Regions from separate parts of the Sus scrofa genome. Here regions 2 and 3 are each linked to region 1. The links are chromatin contacts, called in public Hi-C maps. All regions are on one chromosome and are shown on one strand. Each heading gives the region's core, a stretch centred on a gene start, on an enhancer-like site or on the middle of the called end of the contact. The rest is flanking DNA. Distances are from core to core; before and after follow the strand shown.

Evidence for each region. Hi-C and Micro-C count contacts between places; a contact is called where the count stands out from the background.
Region 2: a Hi-C map of liver shows a contact between it and region 1, with 4 times the contacts expected there. The contact joins two enhancer-like sites. A contact is called at or near these places in 2 of 47 Hi-C or Micro-C datasets (embryonic fibroblasts and liver).
Region 3: a contact with region 1 is called in a Hi-C map of liver, with 4 times the contacts expected there. The contact joins two enhancer-like sites. A contact is called at or near these places in 2 of 47 Hi-C or Micro-C datasets (embryonic fibroblasts and liver) and 1 of 2 datasets of contacts at active chromatin or transcription factors (alveolar macrophages).

The regions. Positions count from the first base shown.
Region 1 is chr1:24,835,218-24,839,499 of Sscrofa11.1, forward strand. The region is part of intron 2 of LOC110259987 (a long non-coding RNA gene); the gene reads right to left. Among named protein-coding and RNA genes, the nearest start is that of CITED2, 320 kb to the right of the region's middle. Within about 2 kb of position 2,179, at least 8 of the 83 cell types and tissues checked have an H3K27ac peak or open chromatin away from gene starts, as enhancers often do. A contact at or near this core is called in liver, where this site is marked.
Region 2 is chr1:24,604,019-24,608,300 of Sscrofa11.1, forward strand. No RefSeq gene overlaps it. Among named protein-coding and RNA genes, the nearest start is that of CITED2, 550 kb to the right of the region's middle. Within about 2 kb of position 2,228, at least 12 of the 83 cell types and tissues checked have an H3K27ac peak or open chromatin away from gene starts, as enhancers often do. A contact at or near this core is called in liver, where this site is marked.
Region 3 is chr1:24,980,692-24,984,973 of Sscrofa11.1, forward strand. No RefSeq gene overlaps it. Among named protein-coding and RNA genes, the nearest start is that of CITED2, 170 kb to the right of the region's middle. Within about 2 kb of position 1,975, at least 1 of the 83 cell types and tissues checked has an H3K27ac peak or open chromatin away from gene starts, as enhancers often do. A contact at or near this core is called in liver, where this site is marked.

The DNA of each region.
Region 1 (4,282 bases), core at 929-3,428:
TAGTGAAAGCAAATCATTTTATACAATATTTCGTGAAATGAAAAAATATTCATAGTATGTTGGTAAGTAAAAAGGTTATGTTACAGAAAAAGGATAAAAATACCTGAATTAAAAAATAATTTTTAAAAACAATTTCTATCTGCATGCATAGAAAAAAGTCTAGAAACTTACAGAAATGTTAATATTATTTCTGAGTGGTGGGATTATGAGTAATATGTTTTATTTGCACTTTACTCTTTTCTTATAGACTTTCTTAAAAAATTGTTACTTCTATAATCAGAGAAAAAGTAAGTTTTGTGTAGGTCCTTCCTTGAATTGAACTGCAATCTTTCTGTCCTTTTTTTCCTTTTTCTTTTTATGGCTGCACCTGCAGTATATGGAAGTTCCATGGCCAGGTACGAATCTGAGCCGCAGCTGTGACCGGAACTGCAGCTGTGGCCACACCTGATCCTTTAACCCATTGTGCTGGGCCAGGGATCAAACCTGCACCTCCACAGCAACCTGAGCCACTGCAGTTGACCACAGAGGGAACTCCTCTCCTTTTTAAAAATAACTTCAGCATATTTTACTTTACATATAAAAGAAAAAAATTCTTTCTACTCATAAAAACGCCTTAAACATTTGGAGCAATTGCACTGTCCCTTTCCTGCCCCTCTTCTTCTTTTACCTGGTGACATCTATGAGGTATCTTCAAGTCTGGCCCTCTCACCATATATTCTCTGCAAAGCAGCTAGACTGAGCCTAAGAAACAGATCAAATTTTTCCCTGTCCCAAACCTTCCAACAGCTTTTCATCACTCTTAGAACAAAAGTAATGCTTATATCAGGGCCCACAAGACCCTCTCTCCAATCCTACTTCTACTAACATCTCTCTCACTTTAGCCTCAAAGTTTGCTTGCTTCTCATGTGCCCACCTGTCTCAGTCTGTTCAGACTGCGATAACAAAATAGCTTAGATTGGGTGGCTTATGTACAACAGAAATTCATTTCTTACAGTCTCTGGGGGCTGAAAAATCCAAGATCAAGACACTGACAGATGTGGTGTCTGTTAAGAGCCCACTTCCTGGTTCACAGACAGCATCTTCTCACTGTGTCCTCCATGGTAGAAGGGGCAAGGGAACCCTCCATCATGGGGGCTCCACCCTCATGACCTAATCACCTCCCAAAGGCCCTGCCCCCAAATGCCATCACACTGGGGATCAGGTTTCCATACAAGAATAATTTAGGTGAGGGGCAGAAACATTCAGTCTACAGCACCGTTTCAGGTTCATTGGCTATTCCCTTTGCCTGGAATACCCTGCCCCCAATACTCCATGACCCACTCTGTTACTTCAGGAGTCTACTCAGTGTCACTTCCTCAGAATGATCCTTGAATGCTCTCAAAACCAGTGCCCCAATCACTCTAAATCCTTTAACTCTCACTTATTTCTCTTCCCAGCACTTATCACTACATAATAGTTTCCTATTGATTTGTCTGATTATTTATGGATTGTTGCCCAAACCAGAATGTAAGTTCCATAAAGATCAGGACTTTACATGTTTGTTCGTTTATTTTTTTCTCACCCCATTGCCAAGAGAAGACACAGATTAGGAGTTAAATATAAATAAATGATTAAATTAATGAAGGATGTGGTTTCGGGTTTCCTCCCTCAGCTGCTAGAGTTCCAAGTCCTGCCCCCCGCCCCCCCCCACCCTCTGAAATCAAAGTACTACCCAGAAAAGACCACCAGGCTGCAGGTATAGTCTCACCATAAAGCAGCGTGTCCCTTGCTCCCACTTCTCCTTTCCCCTGGCAGCTCTCTTAATATGCCCTCAAAATTCAAATGACATCCCTTGCAGTCACATCACGCTTCTCACTCATACCAAGCACCTAATGAGCACACTGCTGTGAAGCAGGTATGAACCAAAGTTCCCAATTAATATTTATCTGCTCTAGCAATGAAGGAAGAGATCTGAAAATACATATATTATTATAAGAGGAAATTTAAATACAGAGATTTTTCCTTTTAGAAAAGTATGTGAAAAATATTTTCTCTGAGGTCAAAAACACTTAAAAAGAAAGGGTGAGAAAGACAGAGTAGGGTTGAATAATACCTGAAGCTTGTAGAAGCTTCAAGTCCTGGCCCCACTGACAGATTAAACAATGAACAACTTGTTTGTGCACAGTCTTGGCAAAAACACAGTTGGGGAAGGCATGACTCAGAGAACAAGGAACAGGACATGCAACAGCTACTTAGGCAGATCCACCCCAGTTGCTAGTATTTATTTCGTCAATAATGTGGAACAAACAGGTATATAGGGATGAGGCCGCTATATTAAAGAAAATATGCACTGATTAGGTGACAAGCTAAAATTAAGTTTTCTCTTCTTTCACTGTAGCCCCTGGGTTCCTGAGTGAGCTGTCACAGAAGGGGAAAACCCCAGTGATGGTATCTGGGCTGTCTTTCTCATGATCTTAAAATGTCTCCATTTATGAAAAATGAATCAGAAACCAAAATAATATGAATATGAAAATGTATTCATTTTGCAAAAACTTGTAAGATTATGCTATAAAAAATGGAACTGATAACCACTATAATTAATGGGATTCTTTGTGAAGAAGTTTTGCTTTGATTGGGAAAGGGCTGCCTGTCTCCCAAAGTCTGTAACCATGTTGAAAGTTACAAAGTTACGAGGCTGACCTGGCTCTACAACCAGATTTGGGGAAGAAAGTAGGACTGAGACATGGATAAAGGGAAGAAATTTTTCTAATTTTTAATTTTGATTAAAATACACCTAACAAAAATTGTATCATCTTAACCATTTTCCAGTACATAGGCGAGTGGTATTAAGCACATTCAGTTGTGCAACCAACTGCCAGTACTCCCCTCATCTTGGAAAACTGAAACTTTATACCCATTAAACCACTGCTATCCCATCAGCTCTTGTATGGCTAGAATGTTTAACAGTCAGAAATATTTTTATCTTCAAAAATATAAAGGGGAAATCTTGCATTCAGAGGTGAAAGAAGATAACATTTAATTCAAATCTGCATGGAAAATTTAATCCTAATAGAAACACCTTAAAAAGATGGCCAAAAGTGTTGGAAGACAAAAAATTAGCAACAATCAAAAAAAGTTGGTTTTGTAAATATATTTACCAAGGAGAAGTTATCTGGATGACTAACAAATACTTGAAGTGCAGATTCATAGGCAGAATAAATACTAAGCAGTTGTTCTATTCTTCAAAATGCAATGCCAAATCCATCTCCCTGTTACTCATTAGCAATTTCCATTGACTACAATTACTCACTGACAGATATTTGAATAAAAGCCTATTACTAGTAGTAACTTGAGCTCTGGAGCCAAATGCAGCAGAACCTCAGTCAGAATCTCCTCTGGGCTGTGCACACATTGCTTCCATAAGGACATCTGCATATCAGAGGACAATGTTGACTTATCCTTCCAAAGACCTGGGAGCCTAAGGACCAGCAATGGGCCTGGATTCAAACACCAATTTATGGGTTTTCCCTTAATATCCAATTTTCCTGGAATTTCCCCAAACACTGAACAGTCATTCTTATTGCATCATCTCTGCCAAACTCTCTCTAATCACAATGACATCAGTTTGCTATGGGGGGGAGTAGAATGTCTAAATATATGCCTAGAATTAAGTCATTTTCTTACCTACTCACAAATCATTTTGGTACTTAAATCCATGGAAATATCCATATTATTGATGAAAATTCCTTGGTGGGTTGAGGGAAAAATTACAATTCATTAACAGCTGCCTAAATGTCTACACCTAAGAAATAGTCATGAATAACATCCCAATCTAATTAATAATTTCTCTTTGCCGTATTTAAAAGTAAAATTTTTCTTAAACCGCATTAGACCTTCTGTCTCAGTTAATGCCAGGAACCCTTGGTATAATTTACAATTAACAAAAAATTAGGAGTTCTCATTGTGGTGCAGAGGAAATGAATCCGAACAGGAACCATGAGGTTGCGAGTTTGATCCCTGGCCTCACTCAGTGGGTTAAGGATTCAGCATTGCCGTGAGCTGTGGTGCAGGTTGCAGCCGTGGCTCAGATCCTCTGTTTCTGTGGCTGAGGCATAGGCCAGCAGTTATAGCTCCAATTTGACCCCTAGCCTGTCAACCTCCATACACCTGCCATGGGTACGACCCTGAAAAGCAAAATAAATTAATTAATTAATTAAAAAACATTTTGTATTTATGGAGGGCTTTAGAGTTTGCACAGTGCTTTTATGCTTTCACGAACATTGTCCCATTTTGATCTCTAGAG
Region 2 (4,282 bases), core at 978-3,477, 230 kb before region 1:
CTTTAACATAATATTATATGGAAGATCAACTCTCTTTCCATCCTCTTAAATGAAATTTTAAGTGAAAAGAAAAAATAGAAAACTCCTATGTTATAAATTTCTTGCTGAATTTGATGAAAGTTTTCAAAAGCTGAACACAGTAGTATCTTAATAGAGGGATTTGAGAGATTTTATTCCTATTGACTAATTCTTAATCAAGAATCAAGTACCACTAAACTTGAAAATAAGAACATCTTCAGAATGTCTTATTCTGCTACCAATCACGTTAAGAATGATTCCTGTGTTTTATCCTGGCAACTTTTGGTTCTATGTAATTGTGAATAATCAAAGTGACTGGAATAAAACATTTTAAAATGATGAGTATTTATAATTAACAGGTTATAAAAGAAAATCATGGACTTGGAGATAAGACTTGTGGTTGCCAAGGGGGAGGGGAAGGAAGGGGATGGATTGGGAGCTTGGGGTTAATAGATGCCAGCTATTGCTTTTGGAATGGATTAGCAATGAGATCCTGCTGTGTAGCACTGAGAACTATGTCTAGTCACTTATGATGGATCATTATAATGGGAGAAAAAAGAACATACACATATATGTGTAACTGGGTCACCATGCTATACAGTAGAAAAAAAAATTGTATTGGGGAAATAAAAGTTAAAAAAACATGGATATTCCTAGATTCATGAATCAACAAATAAAAACAACTTTAGTGTTACTTCCAATGTTTAATGCCCTTTTTCCTTAGCATCCTTGTACCTAGGAAAAGGGTACAGTCATAAAATAATTGCTGAAAGTGATGCTGCATTTTTTTGAAGACAAAGAGACAGGTACCTAGAGTGTAACATTGGCCATTCAGCCTACACATTTAAATTATTCATATCATTGAATGTAGAAATGCAAAGGTTGAAGATAAATATGAAAACAGCTGAGGGAAGAGCAAACCTTCTAAAAAAGTATGAGAGACAGAAATATTGTAACAAACATCCTTAGGTCTAGATCACGGGATTATCAAGTCTTTAAATGAAAGGAACCTCCATTATGCATCTAGTTTTCCCACTGCTATCAAATTCCTTTCAGAGAGCTATGAGCTTCAGTTTACACAGTTTCAATGATTGAGAATCCACTGCTTCACAAGGGAAGTTGAATTCATTTTTTAAGAGCTCTAGCTATTTCAAACTTGTTATTTAATCTGCCTCACTAAAAATTCTACTTTCAGATCTGAGTTCTACCCTCTAAAGTTAAACAGAAATCCACTCGACACATCATCCCTTCAAGTATACAAAAATAATCATCATGTCTGCTCTGTCTTCACTTCTTCATTTCTACAAGGGAAATGTCCTCCATTCATACAATATTCCCTACAGGGCTTGGCCTTCAACTCATTCCATCATCTTGATGGCCCTTTTGTCATTGTCCTCTGGAAGGAAAGAATCCACCTGTGATTTAGTAAGACTGAGTTCAATAAAAAGAAATACACGAACATGTCCACTGATTCATCTGTTTATTCAACCCGGTATTTTAGGATTACTAGTGTACAAAGGATATCCGTTGGCTGAAAAACCACAGAAGATGTCCTCAAGGAAATCTGCTTATATCACTAGCAGACTTGACATAGTAGCTGAAGATAATTTCAGGTATCTAAGAACAAAGATCACCCTCACCTCTGCCACTTCACCATGAAAGTACATGCTTTTTAAGAGTATAGGAGGTACTCTGATATTGGGAGCAAATCTATAGACCCAGATTACATAGATGCTGTTCATCAAGTTTGGTGGCACTCTGGACCCCAAGCTTCCCCACACATATGTGTACACAGATCCAAATGAAAGAAATTACTATTAATTACGTCTATACCAGTATTATCTTTTCGAACCAGATTCTAAATAGTCTCACCAGTGGAAAAGAAAGTCTTTAACAATAAGACTTTTTTCCCTCACCACAAGGTGTGGCACCCTACAAGACAGCCAAGGGAAGAAAAGAATCCATGAGCTTCACAAAAATCCCAATATTTCTCTACTGAATGTTGAAACGTCAGAAGGCAAGGTGTATGTTTTTTTCATTGTTATTATTTGCATGTGTGTTTGACTTTGGAAGCCACAGGTCCATGAGATGGGGCAATGGGGATAGGTAGCTCTGAACAACCAGTAGACATCCCTTGGCTGGACACAAGACTCTAGATGGCAGCATGTCACTGAATAGGGTAAAGAGCTAGTAAGGAAGCTGACTCATGTTGAGCACCAAAATAGGTAGTGATGGTTGTCGCAATCACAATTGTGTACACAGAGCTTAGCACTGCTTACCTAACCAGGAGAACAATCAGTGACCATGGCCATAGCAAACATTCACAGCTGTACTCCCCTGGCCCCAGTGTTAATTAAGCACATGAGAGTCCCCACAGGGCTATCGAATCTCATGAACTTGAGTAAGTGGGAAGATGTCAGAGCTAAGAGTTGACTAGAACATTTGGAGAATCTCATATGGGAAAAAAATTTTTTTTTCCCATTCTTGGGATCTAAATGCCATCCGGCTCTCCTAGATGTGCACACGTACAAATGTACACATAAAACTACAAGATATCACCTTTACAAACTGCTGTGCCCTCATTGGGATGCTAAAGAGGCATTTAACCAAAACATAACAAATGGAATGAGACCAAAGTTTATCCCAGGGACAGATGGAAAACACAGCTCTCCCAAAGACTTTGGGAATATTTTATTAGATTGATATAGGAATTCGACTGGATGATGGTGAATGAATACTAGTAAAAAAATAGTGCAAATCCTTTTTATAATTTTTCATGGTCCCTACTTCTTTTATTAACCTCATATGTCATTTTCTATTTTTCAAAATCACTTCACATTGTAAGCTCATTTAGTTTTGGTCAACTAAAATTCCAAGATAGATTTCACATGAATTATTTTCTAGACATGTCTCTTCTCTCTTATAATATGGAATTAACAGCATGAACCTAACCCAAATGCAGGTCTCAACTTGATTCCTGTTAAATTTTACTTGTTAGTTTTGGTCCATTATTTGAGCCTATTGAAATAATTTTTCATCTTGATTCTCTCATCCATTATATTATCTCTCATTCTCATCACTGTATAAATTAGTTGATAAGTAATATCTTTTATCCTTGAGGTCCAAATGGGCCAATAACAAATAGAAAATGTTACTTAAGAAGTGATTTTATCCAGCCTATTGACTTTTGAGTATAATCCATTTGCCTATTTCAGGTTTAATGAATGTACAGGTTATGAACTGAGGCTTTGTCTAAAGACTAATAATACATGTAGCTTTGGGGGCAAAGCATCATTAACCATGGTTTGTAGGATGATCATTAATCAAATACCCTTATTTACTTGTATTTTTATTAATGCACTTAACTTTTTTATTATTTATTTTATTATCCTTTCCATTCTTCTATAAGACACTCTCTCAAATGTTTAATAGTTTAGTTCATTGAGGGGAAGAGAGAAGAGAACTAAATAAGATATATGATTCCTCCACTGGATCCGGAACTTGGTCTGCCATATTATACTTGATATCCTTCCTCCCCACAATCCCATGCATAATGTTTTACTCTAATATTTTTTATAGATGAGGAAGTTGAGATTCTAAAAAAAAAAAAATGAGCATTGACTAAAAGCATAGAGTTGGTAAGTAGTGAGTCTGTGGCACAAAACTGGATTGATCTGCTTTTGCCTATCTTGCTTTCCACGGGGGTATACTCATCCCATTTAGCAAGTACCCTCTGATGATTTGTTTTAAGACACTATGCAGAGAACACTCAGAATGCAAATGTGAAAAACACAGCAGAAATAAAAATAGTAAGGATTAGACAGGTATAAGACTGTCTGGAGTACATGATGAATGGGATTGGCAGCAGGAAAGACACAAACATTATGCTTGGAAAAAGAAGAAAAGGAAAGCTACATTTTACTGAGAAAGCTGTGTTTATCTCCTGCCACTCCTTTCATCTGGACTTGCATCCCTGATTGCCTGGATCATTCTAGCTTCTCCTCCTTCCTTTGCCCTACTGTAGACAACTATCCAGTAAAGGAAAATAGAACATTTTGGAATCAAGCAAACCCAGATCTGAAATCTGTTTGAGTATCTTTCCAGTGACATTAGGCATGTTGCTTTACCTTCTAAGCCTCAGTTTTCTTTTGGGAAAATAGTCACAGTAACATCTAAACACAAAATTGTCATAATACATTATACATGTCACATTGGCCCAAAGTACGTGTTCAGGAAAAGACTTTTTCATCCTCTTGTTCTCTCT
Region 3 (4,282 bases), core at 725-3,224, 150 kb after region 1:
TTTAGTCCCACCCATGTCACCTCTTCTGCAGCCCCTTGTTATGTGCCCCTTACACCTGTTTCTCTTAGTGATCCAAGCCTGACCTCCTCCTCTAGATTCCTCCAACACTCCACCTGTATGTATTGTTACCACTGCCTGACACACTTCTCCATGTCTGTTTGCTTTGTGGCATATTTCTGTGTAAACATGCAATCAGCCTGCTTCATTGGATTCCAAGTTTGATGGGGGCAGGCGTTGCCCCTCCTCTTTTTTTTAGGGCCACACCAATGGCATATAGAAGTTCCCAGGCTAGAGGTCAAATCAGAGCTGCAGCTACCAGCCTACACCACAGCCATAGCAACATGGGATCCAAGCCACATCTGCAACCTATACCACAGCTCATGGCAATGCCAGATCCTTTAACCCACTGAGCAAGGCCAGAGATTGGACTCACATCCTCATGGATACTAGTTGGATTTGTAAAGGGCCCATTTTTTGTAGCATTGTGTCCTTAGCACCTGGAATCATCAGTATTTTTTAAATAGTGTTAAATAAACAGACGTTCTCTAAATGTCTCTATTCTTTCTATAGAGTGGAAATTAGAAAGAAACCTGCTTTTAAGTGCCACAGGAGTTAAACGATGTAGTACATGTAAATTCCTAATAATAATGCCTAGAACATAGAAAACACTCAATAAACATGAGTTGACATTAATATTTAGAACATTAGTTCAGAGCTTAGGGGCCTTCCCTCAATCTGCTGAACTTATGTGCAAACTGTGTGTGTACATTTTTCTGAGAAGAGGATTCCTGATATTCAGAATCTCAAATGGGGATCATTACTCCATCCTCCAGAAGAAATAGAACCATTGCCATAGAGGCTGATAACAAATATTAGACTATAGAGAATAACACAGCAGTCCATTTTATCTGAGTCTAGGAACCACAAATTCTAATCTTCACCCAGTTTTGATTTGCTTTAATGCTCAAATCACAGAGCAAGGAACTAAGAACCAGGGAATATGAACTTTCATCCAAGTTCTTTCAGTTTGCTAGCTCTTTGATCTTGGTTGATTCACCCACACTCCTATTTTATTTATTTATATATATATATATATATATATATATATATATATATATACATATACATATATATACATATATATATATACACATATACATATATATATACATATATATATACACATATACATATATATATACACATATACATATATACATATACATACATATATATATATATATATATATATATTGCCCTAGATCAGGCAGAGATAATGCAAGGAAGAATAACAAACACACAAACAAAAATCCTAAATATATAAAAATATAGAGCTACATGAAGAATATAAGGTCTGCTAGTCAGAAAACCTCTTAGAGCATTCTCTTTCCTAATCTGTAAAATAAGTGAGTTAAATTAGATGACATTTAAGGTTTCTTCTCTAACTGCTCTCCATAATCCAAGGATTTGAAATATAGCCTGTGTTCTGGGGATTTGTTTTCCATTTGAGTTTTCACTGTATGAATTTACACCCTTGCCCACACCAAGGACACTATTTTTATTGACCCATTTGCAAAACTGGGGTAGGGATGGGAAAGCAAGAAGGATATTCTGCTCTTTGCTGATTTTAATTTCATATATTTAACACTGTGATGGGTACCTAAGAGAATCCAAGAGTTAGCGAAGCTGAAAAGTACCAAAATCCTGGCTCAAAATATCTTCCCCAAAGGACACAGCAGACCACTAATGAGAGAAGATGAATCTACTGAAGCTATAAATTTTTTACCCTCCTCACCCATCCATCCAAGAGTTTTGCACACTGAGTAATCGATTCTTTTATTGGCGTAAATATCCACCTCAGGAAATACGAGTTTCTAAAGAGTAGAAGGAAAAAGAATAAAGCAGAAAATGTTAACTTTCAATGATAGGACACTTGGAAGACTTCCACACTAGAGGGGTCAAAGGTTCTGAACACAGGGTTGGGGAGAACAGGGCCCTGTAGTTTCACTGGAAGGTAAAGGATCTAAAAAAGGAAATGGAGCCAGAGCTCTGTCCAGTGAACTGGGTTTCTGAAGAATTACCTCTGCAAATCAACCCTGGAGAGCCCACCTAAGCCAGTCTTAACATATAAGCTCATTCTGGCCAGCTGAAGCTTTCCAGATAGCATCCAGACTAATGAATCTTCCACATCCAGATCACTCTCTGGAGTTCTGCTCACTGTTCATCCAGCTCCTTCTTCAAAGCTTATTATTTGAAGGCACACTGATAAATTTAATATCATCTCAGGTAATGACACGCCCAAACTTCTCAACTATGAAGACAATTTTCTGCATTCTGTTCTAATTCAATTCCTGTACCATGTCTTTGCTGATGGCTCAGTCCTCAATAAGGAAGATTCTATTCTGAAATATAGTTGAGCCTGGAGTGCGATGAAATCACTTTGCCTATAACTCACACAGTCTCACTGACCTGATTGCTATAAATAGATAAATTCGTCAAGGAAAAACACAGGATCAAAATCTGAAAGCAAACTCAGGAAATTATTCATTTCAGAGTATTGCCTCAGGTCAAATTAAAATTTCAATCATCCCTAAAACTCATGTCTGCTTGTATTTTTTTAATAGAGAGTCTGATTAAATAAGCTCTCTGGATAACTTCTAATATATGATCAATTTTTCTGTCATAAGAGTTCTTTTTTATGAATGTAGTAGAACAGACAAGAACTGGATAAATCTTCTACACTGTAGCAGATGTCATTTTACAAATGACAACACTGAGGACTAGAAAAAAATAAATGACTTTCCTGAGGTAAAATATATTCATTCATTCATCCATTTATTTATTTTCAACAGTCACTCAAAAAAATATTTACTGGGAGTTTCTGCTATGGCTCAGTAGATTTAAGAATCAGACAGATTTGGCAGAGGCACAGGTTCAATCCCCAGCCCAGTGGAGAGGGTCAAAGGATATGGTGCTGCTGCAGCTGCAGCAGAAGTTGCATATGAGGCTTGGATTCAGTTCCTAGCCCAGGAACTTCCATATACCATGGGTGTGGCCATAAAAAAATTTTTATTGAATGCTTAATTTATTTAGTCACAGTTCTAGAAACAGGGTACAGTAGTATATTAGTTTACTAGGGCTGCCATAACAAAATACCATGAACCTTGTGGCTTAAACAGCAGAAATGTCTCACAGTTTGGGAGGTTAAAAGTCCAAGAGCAAGAATTCAGTAGTGTTGGTTCCTCCTGAGAGCTGTAAGGGAAAAGCTTTATGCTTCTGGCAGTTTGCAGTGTTTGGCATTCCTTAGTTTGTAGAAGCATCACCCAAATCTCTGCCTTCATCTTCACATGCTGTTCACCTTGTGTGCATGTTCCTGTCCAAATTTCCAGTTTTATTTTATTTTATTTTATTTTATTTTATTTTATTTTATTTTTTAGGGCCACACCCACGACATATTGAGGTTCCCAGGCTAGGGGTCTAATTGGAGCTACAGCTGCTGGCCTAAAACACAGCCACAGCAACGTGGGATCTAAGCTGCATCTGCAACCTACACCACAGCTCACAGCAATGCCAGATCCTTAACCCACTAAATGAGGCCAGGGATCAAACCCGAAACCTCATGGTTCCTAGTCAGATTTGTTTCTGCTGAACCACAATGGGAACTCCCACATTTCCAGTTTTAAAAAGCTACCTTGGAGTTATCATGGCTCAGTGGAAATAAACCTAACTAGGATCCATGAGGACATAGGTCTGATCTGTGGCCTTGCTCAGTGGGTTAAGAATTCAGCATTGCTATGAGCTGTGGTGGAGGTTGCAGATGCGGCTCAGATCTGGTGTTGCTGTGGCTGTGGCATAGGCCAGCAGCTACAGCTTTGATTCAATCCCTAGCTTGGAAACCTCCATATGCCTTGAGTGCAGCCCTAAAAAGACAAAAAAATAAAAAAAATAAAAAAAATAAAAAAAAATAAAATGAATAGAAAAATAGAAAAGATAAAATTAAAAAAGAATAAAAAAAGAATAAAAGATCAAAATGTCAGTTTTGAAACTGATATCACAACTGTCTTGCAGTAGTACAAAGTATCAAATATAAACAAATAAAAAAATAAAAAGAAACCAGTCATATTGGATTAGGGCCAATCCTACTTCAGTATGACCTCATCTTGATTAATTACATCTTCAAAAACACTTTTTTCAAACAATATCACACTCTGGGGTACTGGGACCTTAACACACAAATTTTGAGAGGACAAAATTCAATTAATAAACAGCAAGAACAAAACAA